2 separate regions of the Zea mays genome follow, and region 1 is linked to region 2. A link is a contact called in public Hi-C data. All regions are on one chromosome and are shown on one strand. Each heading gives the region's core, a stretch centred on a gene start, on an enhancer-like site or on the middle of the called end of the contact. The rest is flanking DNA. Distances are from core to core; before and after follow the strand shown.

Region 1 (6,422 bases), core at 1,862-4,361, 600 kb after region 2:
CCTGCCCGAGCCTAGACAACCCCTAGGATCTCTCCTCCCCGACGGGGTCCCTCCCGGGAGCGAGATCTAGGCCGCCGCCGGCGACTTCCGCCGCCCCTGCGCACGCGCGGACCGTCCGGCCTCAGGGCGCGGACCGTCCGGCCGTCAGGCAGAGGATCCAAGCTCCTGCACCAGGTCGCGGACCGTCCGGCCCCAGGCCGCGGACCGTCCGCGCCTGACCAGAAAGCACCGCCGCCTCGCGCCAGGTCGAGGACCGTCCGGCTCCGTGCCGCGGACCGTCCGCGCCTGACCAGAGAGCACCGCCGCCGGTTCTTCTTGAGTATTTGGCGCTCCAAAAAAGCGTCAACACCATGCAATTGTTCGATATATTAGGTAATTTCACATCGTAAAGGAAAATAGATTTGATATTTTAGGAACATTTAAGAAAGAGAATAAATTTAAACATGATTAGTGCTCTACCGATTGCCGAATTCACCTTGGATCGAACGATTTATTGAGTTCCAAGAATCCTCTCTAGACTGTAGACCTGTAGTAGAACCATTGGTTGTATTATAATCGTACTAGTCTGGTACTACAAGTTCCTAGAATCCCTGAAATCCACCCACTGAAAACTAGCATGACCTCTTACCGAATCTCTCTTGTAATCCGTGGGCGCGTGGACAGAATTCGCATTTGGAATTTCATTTGTGCAATTATCTTATACGCTAGCACCAGGAAGCAGCTCTATGAGCTGTAAACGTACAGTGTACATAAATAAAAGGAACCCTTTTAAAAAATAAACTAATGGAAAAAATAAAGGTGTTCCGAAAGAAGATGTACCAGAGAGGCAATGTGACTTTGTTTCTTCTGTTTGGGACACAATAGGCATCAGGGAAACAAATAAGCTGAGTCTGAGACAGGGGCAGTACACCACTTAAGGCCAAAATATTCTTGTTCGCACATGGCAAAGATAATGACAGTTAAATCATACAGCATTAATAATGAAATCCTGTAGGATTAAACAAATGCGATTTCCACTAGTAGAGATCGGAACATTCAGGTCCCGGAGTCCATTTGGTCACTTTGAGTAGCAAAATTTTGTTTGGCAATTGTTCTGGAATCTAGTTGGAAATGCCTTTAATTTGTACAGCGGGACACTCACCCTTTTTCATTGTAAACTCTCCCTTCAGTCTTCAGTCTTCACTCTCACTCTCACTCTCGTTTAAAAGAGGGAAAAAGAAACTAACAATGGAGGGAGGTTGAAACTTTGTATTGCTACAAATCCCCCAAAAAGGTCGGTTAAAATTACAAAAAGGAAAAAAAACTAATAAAGAAAAAAGAAAACCTATATCTAATGAATCGAGGATGCAAATCATCCATGAATCGGGTCCTGGTTCCGTCGCCGCTAGACGCAATCACGCAATCCGCCACTATGAACAATGTGTTCCCGACCTCTGCTTTGGCCGCTTCTGCATGGCTTGTTTTGTCCTCGTCGACAATGCCGACGACGTCAAAGCCGTCGCCGCGCCCGCCGGTGAGCTGGCGGGCGCGCTCCGTCTGCTCCGCCCAGTCGGTGCCGAGCACGGCGCGCAGCATGAGCGCGGCGCAGACGAGCTGCGCGGCCAGCATGCCGCCCCACATCCCGCGGAAGTCCAGCCCGGGGGCCCAGAACGCCAGCGCCAGCGCCACGGGCATGCCCACGCCGTAGAACGCCGAGACGTTGATCCTCGCCGCCTTCCCGGGCCTCGCGCTGCCGCGCAGCACCCCGCAGCCGGCCGTCTGCGGGCAGTTCCCCAGTTCGGCCATGCCGAGCAGCGGTAGCGCTGCCGCCGCCAGCTTCAGGATGGCCTCGTCGGTGGTGAACATCCGTGCCCAGACGCCCCGCACGGACACGGCGAATGCGCAGGCCACGAGGCCGAGCGCGGCGCCCAGGCCGAGCCCGACGCGCGCGACGAGGCGCGCGCGCTCCGGCCTCCGGGCGCCCAGCTCGTGCCCGACTCGCGTGGACACGGCGCAGCCGAGCGAGTGCGGGAAGATGTATATCAGCGACGTGGTCTGTATGAGCACCCCCATGGAAGCCACCGCGGCCTTGGGGTCGATGAGCACGCCACAGAGGAGCACCATGATCTCGTACCACCACCACTCCAAGCAGACGGACATGCAGCTGTGCGCGCACAGCCTCACCAGGCTCCACCACTCCTTGGCGCCCTCCTCCTCCACCTCCTCGGCTGGTGGCGCCGCCACGGACGCGCCCTTCTTGGCGCCGTCATCGTCATGGGTGCCGTACATTCCGCGGAGGTAGACGTACGCCACGAGGAACAGCAAGAAGTTGAGGTTGGTCCAGACCCCGCCGAGCGCGACGCCACGGACGCCGAGGCCGAGGACGCTGACGAGGAGGAAGTTGATGGGCACGTGGAGGAGCAGCGCGGCGGCGGCGCCGTAGGTGAGCGGCAGCGTGACGGACTGCGCGCGCAGGTAGATACGGATCGGGTGGAGGAAGCACTGCAGCACGAGGTCGGGGAGGCAGCAGAGGATGTAGGCGTACGCCGTGGCCGCAATGTCAGGGTCCTGCCCCGCGGAGACGAGGACCCGGTTCATGGCCACCCAGAGCATGGCGATGGGCACGGACGCGGCCAGGAGCAGCAGAACAGTGCGCCGGAGTGCGGTGCGGAGGAGGTCCGTCCGCCCCGCGCCGAACGCCTGGCCGCAGACCGGGTCCATCCCGCCGGCGAGGCCGGAGAGGACGGAATAGCCGGTGATGTTGGCGAAGCCGAGCGCGAGGGAGCCGCCGGCGAGGGGCAGCTGGCCGAGGCGGCCGAGGAACACCATGGACACGAGGGAGCGCATGTAGAACAGGATCCCCGCGCCGGCCATTGGCCCGGTGAGGCAGAGGATGGCGGCCACCTCGGCGAGGACGCTGCCGGGCGCCGGCCTTGGGCGGTCGTGCAGCTTAGGGTAGCCCTTGGCCGTCGAGAGGAGCGGCCTGTGATGGCATTGCGCCGGCTCGGGGCACCGGCACGTCGCCATGGCGCTAGTCCGCGGCCTGCGCGTGAAGCGTCCGTGCCTGCCGCGGCCTCTGGTTTTTGCTGCAGAGGGGCCACACGTCTGTGTGCTGTTGTGGTGGCATCGACGGGAGCTGGCATTGCCAGTGTTTATATAGATGCTTGCAGGCTTGCAGCGTATGACATTCTTATCTTTTGGATTTTCCATGGGCCCAACGGGAAAATGGTTCATTGTAAATCGAGGAGATTGCTCGCTTGGCCCACAGGGCAGAGTGATCCAGCTAGGACGCAATAAGGACACGACAAACTCTAAACTTGTTGCTACTAGTAACGTGTGAAAAAGAAAAGAAGAGGTCCGTACCGACTAGGACTAGCAGTACAAAAAACACCGTGCATGTACTCTACTCGAATACACCAAAGCTGCAAAGCATTATCTCAACTAATTCATCAGCGCGACTTGATGTCGCACGTGCAAAAAAAGAGGGGTTTTGTGACGATAGCAACAAAAACTGTTGTCCATGTACTGCTTTCCTCGGTTCTTAAAGCTTCAATCGAACTCAGCGCCTCCATTATGCTACGTGACGATTAGCAATCGCACTCCAAAGCTGAGCCCCATTGGTGTATGCATGAAAACGGTCGGTGACCAGAACTATTCCCATTTTCATATTTTTTTTCTAAAAAAAGTAAAAGAAACGATAGCTTCAGAAACAGAAACGACATTATTAATTCGAAATCATCGAAAATAGAAATTCGATACAAAAAATACACCGGTCAGGATCAAAATCTAAAATACGATCAGTAATAATTGTAACATATACTCACAGTTGACTTAAAATAATTCACACAAGTCATACATCCATATAGAAATTAGTAATAATATATAAATAGTCATAAATTCGTAAAGGATGAAAGCATAATTCACACAGTATTAAAGTAATACATCATTCACAGAAACAAGCGATTAGCACTGAGCACACATACATATAGTTAGGAATCCATAACTCGGTACCTCACAAAACACGAAACTATTCGATTGAAAACACATCAATATGTGTATGATGACAATATCACACATCAAACTATAGAGCATAGAACAAGCATATAACTTGACCCATCATAATATAAGTAATAATGTATAAAACATTAAAACACAAAGTAAGGATGTCACATTCAATATAAGATAATGTACAAGTAACGAAATCATCATATAATTAGATAAAGCACTAGCGAACATAGTAGCATATGGCTATAAAATCAATATGTGTATGATGACATGTCACCTACATTCTTATTATACTCTACTATTTGACGTAATCAACATAATTGGTGTCCTCCTGATAAGTATCATGCGAACTATGAATATATGTACCGAGAGTAACAATTAGTAAGAAACTATAAATAAGAGCAATAAAAGTTTCAAATAAATCTAAACTTTGTGCCATTATATAGACCTTGATTTTAGAAAAATAACAAAATTATTTTCATTTTTTTAAGTTAAGATGAATTTATTATAAATTTACAAAGATTAATTTAAGATTTAATATTTTTTCTAAAAAACCAAATTGTTATAGGTAGAAAATATCGAATAAATATAGTAAATTTTAAAAACGGTAGAGAGAAACTAAAACTGTTTTCGTTCATGTTCTCGATTTTTTCTACCGATTTCGTTTTCGTATCTCTGTAACTGTTTTTGTTTTCTCCTAGTCCTAAATTTCGATAAACTTTTAAAATAATTATTGGTACCAACTAAGTTTATACAAAATACTTCATATGTTATAATAAAATTAATATAAAAATAACTAATTTTTTATTAAAATGTACTAATATTTATGATTCGCAATAAGTATCATTATATACAAATACTCCATCTGTTATAATTATAAGTATTAATTTTATATCCTATCATAATGTATATTTATATAGACATCAAGAGCTAATCATGTATTTGTAAAAGCTAAAAAGTTTTATAATTTAGAATAAAGAAATTTTTAAAAAATAAATTTTATAGTACACTATATTTTTTAACTAATATATTATAAAATACAAATGTTGAAACTTTTCTCTGCACTAGTAAAAATGCTCTTCCAAGACCGAGATGATGACAGTCGACAACAAGGTGTCAGTGCCAGCACATTGGAAGGGTTCCTACCAGGACTCCATCAACCATGGTGTCGCTTGCAACCGCAAGCTTATTGGCGCCAGGTTCTTCAACAGGAACATGCTGCTCAGCAACCCGATCGTGGTGGACACCAATCAAACGCTCGACACCGAGGGCCACGACATCACACGCTCGACACCGAGGGCCACGACATCACATGCTCTCTGCCGTGGGCAGCTTCGAGCCCTATGCCTGCCTCTTCATCTATACCACTAGCACTACCAATGGTGGTGTCCCACCTATGACAGTTGCTAGTTGGCGAAGTGCATCGCCGCTGCCCTTGCGGGTTTCGAGTCCATCCATGACAATACTGACTTTATCTCCATCTTCTTTGGCCAGGATGCACCCCTCGTCGACGGACAACACCAAGTCTCTTCTACGAGCCCGTCACGCGCACTCGGCTGCCTCCACATAGCCATCCACGTCATCTCCGTCGTATGCTTCACCGACAACTCTGGCCACTACGACGACATCATCGTCAACGCTGCGCCATGGGTTCACCATTATCGCCGCTGCCACTGTCCACAGGAACTTCCCCCAATGTCGTCACCCTCGGTAACATCGTGCACCTGAATGGGACAAGCCTCGAGTCCCCCACACTGCACTCCAGTGTGCTCTACCCTGATGGTCGACATCGCGCGCGCCACCTCTAACCCGTATGCCACCGCCAACTGTGGTCTCGGCACCGTTGACCATGTGAGTGGATTGTGGGGGGAGCGTGATTGATGAGGGATAGGGATGGCAATGGGTCGGGTTTGGATCGGGTAGAGTAAATACCCACTCGCGACCATACCCGCGGGGATTATCTATATCCGCCCATTACTATACCCATAGGTAAAATTTTGTACCTGTGTCCGTACCTATCGGGTATCGGACGGATATCGGGTACCCATCGGGTATAGCAGTTTGGTGCATTCTCCCTAAATGAAGTCTAGTGCATTTCTGAGTGTCGCACATCACCATGATCACCGGAGGCACATAATGTTGTTGCACATTGAAGTCGTGCAGATATAGCCCTAGATGTGTGTTGCTACTTTTTTTTGGTGATAAACTTCCAATTCGTCGGGATCAGAGAGTAGCTAGCATAGTCGTCTGGTGTAGTAACACTCTCCTAGCTCGAGTACTTGTACTAGCTAGCACTAGTACTATGTACTATCACTTTATCAAACGTACTGGCATTAGTAATAGAACCAGATGAGAATAATTAGCACACAGGGAGGGATGGCAGTAGGATGAGCTGCCAAGGATGGACAGCTAGCTAGTGTACTGGCAGGTCGAAAATC
Region 2 (6,843 bases), core at 1,433-3,932:
ATAGCTTCTTACTAGGTTTGTTTGGTTTGCTAACTCAATTGTCACAGTTTGTCATGTCTAAGGTTAGACAATTTTGACTAAGTTAGGTATATGTTTGATTTATAGCCATAATGGTGACAAAAAAAATTTGTGCTGCGTAAATCGCACTTGTCAATGACTTGTAAAAATACGGTAGATTCTTTTAGACATGCCACTATTGTGGGGCAGAATTTAAACTTCTAACCTTAGACAAGTGTGGTAAAAATACATGACAATTTTTGGTGCCTTAAGTATAGGGCAAACCGTCCCTAAAATCCTCCAATTTCAATTATATTCACGTCTTCCCTGATGACGAGGTAGATTGGACTGGAGTAGTTTTGGCTTTTGCGATCATCTTGACAAAGGCTTTACTGCTGTAAGTTTCAGCGCCCCATGCCGTCGTCGATTTATTAGTAGATAGCTCAAACTGATGCTCAAGTAGTGAACCAATGGTATTTCATTTCTTTTTCCTTTTTGATAAATGATATTCTCACTTAGACCATGTTATGTATTGATTGTTCTTATACTATGTTGTGGGTGTCATGGATCTCGCCATTATGTAAGACTAGTACAATACATGTACGTGCGACAGCAAACAATCATATTTGACACTCATAAAAAACAAATTTAATATCAAAGTGAGTATATAGTCCATTGATAAGAACAATTGCCACTCACAAAAAGAATAAATCATAGATCCATAAACGGTACATGTTAAATATTTAACAAAAGGTAGATAGTCCACACTTAGGTCGGATGCAAATACGATTCCAACTCACCCCATAGAAGGCGCCCGGTGCAGGGATGCCTGGGCAACGGAGTCCAAGGTGCTCAACGAGGTTATCCACACAAACATGCTCGTCCTCTGCGTGTTGCCCTGCTCCTGCTGCTGCTAGCCAGTAGGCTCTCCAGCTGCATCCCTCTGCTCATGGCTCTATTGGTGTTGGTGGATAGGGAGAGCACATGAAACGAAAGCACCACCACCAGCCCCAAATCTATGGGGGCATGGAACGGCGCAACGCGAGACCGGGAGGCCAAAAGTGCCTTTTATAGGGTTCACGGTACACTTCGCGTCGTGTGCGGAGGGTTCTCGCAGCCGTTGGGAGATCCGGAGATCATGTGGCGACAAAGCACGATGAGTCTAGAGTATACTCCATGTTGTGCGCGGAGGGTTCGTGCAGCCATTGGGAATAAACCCGACCGACGAGGCACCATGGATGCCACACGGCTGAGCGAAGCATGTTGTGTGCCTGCGTGCTACGAGTGGATGAAAAAGGGAATGAAATGGAACCACTGGTTAGATTATAAAGAAATATGAGGATGCCTTTTTATAAAAAAATGACGGAGCATGACCGTTGAAAATGGTGCTTTAGTATAATAAAGAAATATGCAATTTATTGACATTCTATTTGTGTCATAATATATAGAATTAATGTCACGGTTTAAGATTTATGACAACCAGTTGATAAAAATCCTAACGTAAAAAAACACCGTCACAAATTTACTACAAGACATCTATATATTTCATGTCACAAATATATAACATTGCATTTTTAGTGTTGTATAGTTTTATGATATTGGTTGTTTGTCATAAAATCATATGCCTTACCACATGGGCAAATACCACGTAGCATCAAAATCCTATGCCATTATTTTCGTTTTGATTTTCTTTGCCCATATACTTTTTTTATGGTTGCAACCGTACAATTTTTTTCAGCCCGCACAATTAAGCCCATATAATTATTTTGGCCGGCACAATTCTGCCCACGTATTTCTACAACACACATATTTCAACCTATATATTTTTTCTAGCCCAATTCAACCTCTATACATTTTTTTCAGCCCATACATGTGTTTTAGCCCATATAATTCAGCCCACGCACATAGTTGGGACCTTGCAATTCAGATTAGTGGTCTGACCAGGAGGTAGGAACCTCGGAATTGCGAGTTCTAGACCCCTGCGCGCCAGGTGCGAGCACAGTAGCACACGAGTTATGAGTTTCGCGCCCCACCTCTCTAGAAAAAAATTCTGTCCACATGGCAATAGGACATTCTAACATATTTTTTTTAACAATTTTGATGTGGGCTGAGATAAATAATAGAAATATTAAAAATCTGGCCACATGAAAGGATATTTAAAATAATTTGTGGCACATCATAGACACACTAACATTTTTTTGACATTTTGATGTGCTGAGATAAATAGTATTCCATTCGTCCTAACTCCTAAAATATAGTTCTTCCTAGCCCCATCTTTTTTCTGTACACATTTATTTGAAGGATAATGAATATAAACATAGGTTGATTAATGAAAGTATATTTAGTCTAAAATGAATTATATTTTGTGATGGGGGAGTAAAAAACAAAAAAAATTGGCCACGTGACAATAGGACATGCTAACACATGGACACGAATATTTAAAGTAATTCAATAAAATAATGTGTGGCACACGAACTATGTCAATAAAATAATGGCACGATTCAAATAGGTGTAACGGCATTTCTCACATAAAAATTATAATAAAATAAATCTAATTAACGTACTTTAAAAAGTTTAGCATCTCAAACCTAGAATTGATTAGTAGGTTATTACTGTGGTTGCCTAAATGCTTAACAAAAATTGGTAAAAAGAGTAGGCGCCTCGAGGCGTTTGTCGTGTCTGTGTCTGAGTGTCTCTCACGTGCCGTGCCGGAATCTCGCATCGATCCAGCAGATGTGACAACCACCGCGCCGAGCGCGAGCTGAGCTGACGACGCTGACGCGGCTGAAAATTTCCACGAACACATAGATCCGCATCGTCGATCCATCCGTCCTCCTCCCGACGGTACGCCAGCCTGCCAGAGTCCGACGCACGCCTAGGGCTCCTGGACACAGCAGAGCCCACGCCTTGACTCGCTCCGTTCGAGTGGAGCGCACAGGCACCGGCCGGCGACCAGAGAGGGAGCGGATCGAGGGGGCTCGGCTTGAGTGGAGGAGATGGACCGCAAGGATGTCGGGATCCTCGCCATGGACATCTACTTCCCGCCCTCCTGCGTGCAGCAGGTAAAATCCTTTTCCCCCGCTAAGAACTGTGCGCGTTACTGTTTCTGTTCTGCTGTTACGAGCGCCGCTGTTGCGGGGCGACTCTAATGCTTCCGATCCGCGTCTCCGGGACCTTTTGCCTTGGCGCATTGCAGTGCGGGGGAAGATGGGGCTTCTCTGTGTCGAAGGATTGTGTTTCTTTAGGATCTGACGAAAGTATTTGGCAGATGGGTGTCAAGGGTGGAACTGTCGCCACTTGCTGTCTAAACCTTTATATTTTCGTGATTGCCGTGCAGCGTAATGTCGCTGAAGATCAAACCAATGCTAGATGTGCGGTTTTTAAGATTATATTCAAATATTTAAAACTCCAGTAAATTTGGAGAGTTTGACCTCCAAAAATCCGTGTACAACTGTAAATACGGGAAATTGAGCATTTCAAGTAAAACGCGAGAAGATTTGGCTAGCTGTCACATCTGCTGGTATTTGTTTCAACTAAATTGAGCATTTAGGCTCACGGTTTTCATTTAAAAATCTCATTTTAATGTAGGAAGCACTTGAGGCCCATGATGGGGCGAGCAAAGGCAAGTACACCATTGGGCTTGGGCAAGATTGCATGGCCTTTTGCAGCGAGGTGGAGGATGTCATCTCAATGAGGTATGTTCTTTTTAATAGCCTATAAATTAAACAAGAATGTTTAGCCTGCTGCATGTGTATATTCACATAGATCCTTTTCCCCGTCTAGTTCAGTAGGGCTGATTTGGTGACCCGGGATCCCGGGAGGATTGAAGGGGATTGAGGGGGAAATTAGTTTATTTCCCCCTCAATCCCTCCCAATCCTCCCGTGATCCCCTTATCACCAAATCAAAAAGGGGAAAAAATCCCCATGCATACATTGTGTTGTGCAGGAGATGCATATAGTTGGTATTCTAAGGGAGTATGCAGTTGCTGTTTTGGATATGGGTATACATTTTTGTTTGAATCCTCATTGAAGGGCTAATCGCTTGCAGTTTGACGGTTGTCAATTCTCTGCTGAAAAAATACAAGATTGATCCCAAGCTAATTGGTCGCTTGGAGGTGGGAAGTGAAACAGTTATAGACAAAAGCAAATCCATCAAAACTTGGCTGATGCAGATTTTTGAGGTTTGTTCATCTGACTTTGTAAATTCTACCAAGTAGCATCAGCACACATGTACAAATACAATATTTTCATGCTAACTACACCTCTTTTTGTAAAACGTGTCCATTTCCTTTCTCATTTATTTTTTCCTAAAAAGTTGATTTTTGTTAGCATCTGTTCACAAAATGCAGGAAAGTGATAATACTGACATTGAAGGTGTTGACTCCAGCAATGCATGTTATGGTGGGACAGCAGCCCTACTGAATTGTGTGAATTGGGTCGAAAGTAACTCCTGGGATGGCCGTTATGGTCTTGTCGTTTGCACGGACAGCGCGGTTTGTCATCCAGCCTTCCCTTTAAGCATCAGTTTTATAATTGCTTTCTCCTTTTAGAAAACACAATTGCTTTCTGACATCTCTATTGACTATTGTGATGCTCAGGTTTATGCGGAAGGACCAGCTCGTCCAACAGGAGGTGCTGCTGCTATAGCAATGCTCATTGGTCCTAATGCTCCGATTTCCTTCGAGAGCAAATATAGAGCTTCTCATATGGCTCATGTTTATGATTTCTACAAACCTGATCTTGCAAGTGAATATCCGGTTAGTTTTTTATTCATAAAATCATTTATGCTATTTTTATTTTATATGCATTCCTGTGAACTTCAGAGTCCAGACCCTAGTGAATGTTTCTGGTTATCCATCTCAGAGTTCAACATTTTTACAACAGCACCTTTATTCCAGGTTGTTGATGGTAAATTATCCCAAACATGCTACCTGATGGCTCTTGACTCATGCTACAGACAGTTCTGCAACAAGTGAGCTGCTGTGCCTTTTTCACTTTCCTTTTAATAATAATTAGCTTCGATTTGCTTAAAATTTCCCCTATGTCCCTTCTTAAACTAGGTATGAGAAGATTGCGGGTAAACAATTCTCAATTTCAGATGCAGAATATTTTGTGTTCCATTCTCCATACAACAAGGTAAGATACAAATAACCAAGGGCTTTAAATGAAGATCGATAACTGATCTGAAAGTTTTCCCCTTTTCTGTTGATTTTAGATTTGGCCTTGGAAAGTTTTCTTAGTTCTCTTCTGTTATTACAGCTCGTGCAGAAGAGTTTTGCTCGACTTTACTACAATGACTTCATGCGCAACTGCAGGTTTGTACTCTTTTATTGAGCTTCCTCCTTTTCTGAGAAAAGTTAACTTTCACTTTACGATTCATCTTAGTTCTTAGGTGAAACAGTATATAGCAATCAGTTCTCTAGAATCTTACAATGTCAGATGGAGGGTACTCTACACATCAAGACCAATTTGATAAGTTTCAACTGAACTTCTATACTTTTGCCAGCTATGTTGATGATGATGCTAAAGAGAAGCTCCAGTCCTTTTCAAATTTGACTGGTGAAGAGAGCTACCAGAGTCGCGACTTGGAAAAGGTATTTTATTATTTTGTGAGGAAATTCTATCATTTAGGAAATTCGTGGTCTGATGATTTTATTCTGCCATCTTTCCAGGCCTCACAACAGGTCGCAAAGCACCTGTATGGCATCAAAGTTCAGCCAACGACTCTGCTTCCGAAACAGATCGGCAACATGTATACGGCATCCCTTTATGCTGCATTGGCATCTGTGCTATATAACAAGCATGATAGTCTGGTGAGCCCTGAACCTTTAAACTATTTATTGAATTGTTCTGTAAGCACCGTTCTTGAAAGCTGATAGTTAGCGGCGTGTTTCCTTACAGAATGGACAAAGAATTGTGATGTTCTCTTACGGCAGCGGCTTGACATCCACTATGTTTTCGTTGAGGCTAAACAATGGCCAGCATCCCTTCAGTCTATCAAACATAGGTTCAGTTCTTGGTGTCACCGAGAAGCTTCAGTCAAGACATGAGGTAAGCCCTTCCCATTCATGCGTATCGTTCACTGTTTCTAATTGACCAATGACCTTCAGTATCTATCCTTGCACTGTGGACTGCGCTGACCCGCTTTCTCCTACCACTTGCAACCAGACCTTGCCTGAGAAATTCGTTGAGACGCTGAAGCTGATGGAACACCGATACGGCGCAAAAGACTTCGAGACGAGCAGCGACACGAGTCTCCTGCAGCCGGGCACATTCTACCTCACCAAGGTGGACTCCATGTACCGGAGGTTCTATTCCCAGAAGCCGGCCGAGGAAATAGGCGGCGGTAAAACCAAGTGCTGCAACGGCTTCGCAAATGGCCACTAGTGGGAGTCCGCGTGCCGTTTGAATTGCTACGTCGCCCTTCTGTACTGTTGATCATCATTCTCTGTGTTTTGATCATGCTTGTGGTTAGCGTTTTCACCCTAGGGTGTTTCTGAAATAATATATTACTAGATATATCCCCATCTGTTACACCGGGGTCACGAATTTTGCCATTTAGGCCTTCTCTATTTTTCTTTAGTTATTTATTGACTCTCTAATCTTTTTTTATCTACAAAGCCAACATATCTTACAATTTAGTTTAGAACGGATGGTTATAATTTAGAACAAACAAAAACCAAAACATCTTACAAATTAGAAATAGATGGTTATAGGTTATAATTTAGAACAAATGGAGTTGAACCTATGTCTGTGCGTTATAATGAAAACATACATCTATGCGTGTAATCGGATACGTCTAGGTGTGTAATCGAATATGGATGCGTTATAATGAAACCATACGTC

Evidence for each region. A called contact is a pair of places that touch in the nucleus more often than the background predicts.
Region 1: a Hi-C map of leaf shows a contact between it and region 2, with 8 times the contacts expected there. The contact joins the promoter of LOC103633052 here to the promoter of LOC100272824 in region 2. A contact is called at or near these places in 2 of 25 Hi-C or Micro-C datasets (endosperm and leaf).

Annotation. Positions count from the first base shown.
Region 1 is chr7:147,649,216-147,655,637 of Zm-B73-REFERENCE-NAM-5.0, forward strand. It overlaps LOC103633052 (protein DETOXIFICATION 49), which reads right to left and starts at 3,112. Exons shown (of 1, transcript XM_008654737.4): 1 at 1,076-3,112. The coding sequence starts at 3,006. The coding sequence ends at 1,285.
Region 2 is chr7:147,047,475-147,054,317 of Zm-B73-REFERENCE-NAM-5.0, forward strand. It overlaps LOC100272824 (Hydroxymethylglutaryl-CoA synthase), which reads left to right and starts at 2,683. Exons shown (of 12, transcript NM_001147277.1): 1 at 2,683-3,059; 2 at 3,586-3,692; 3 at 4,046-4,178; 4 at 4,347-4,490; 5 at 4,596-4,754; 6 at 4,896-4,969; 7 at 5,058-5,133; 8 at 5,257-5,312; 9 at 5,504-5,591; 10 at 5,670-5,810; 11 at 5,899-6,048; 12 at 6,166-6,530. The coding sequence starts at 2,994. The coding sequence ends at 6,384.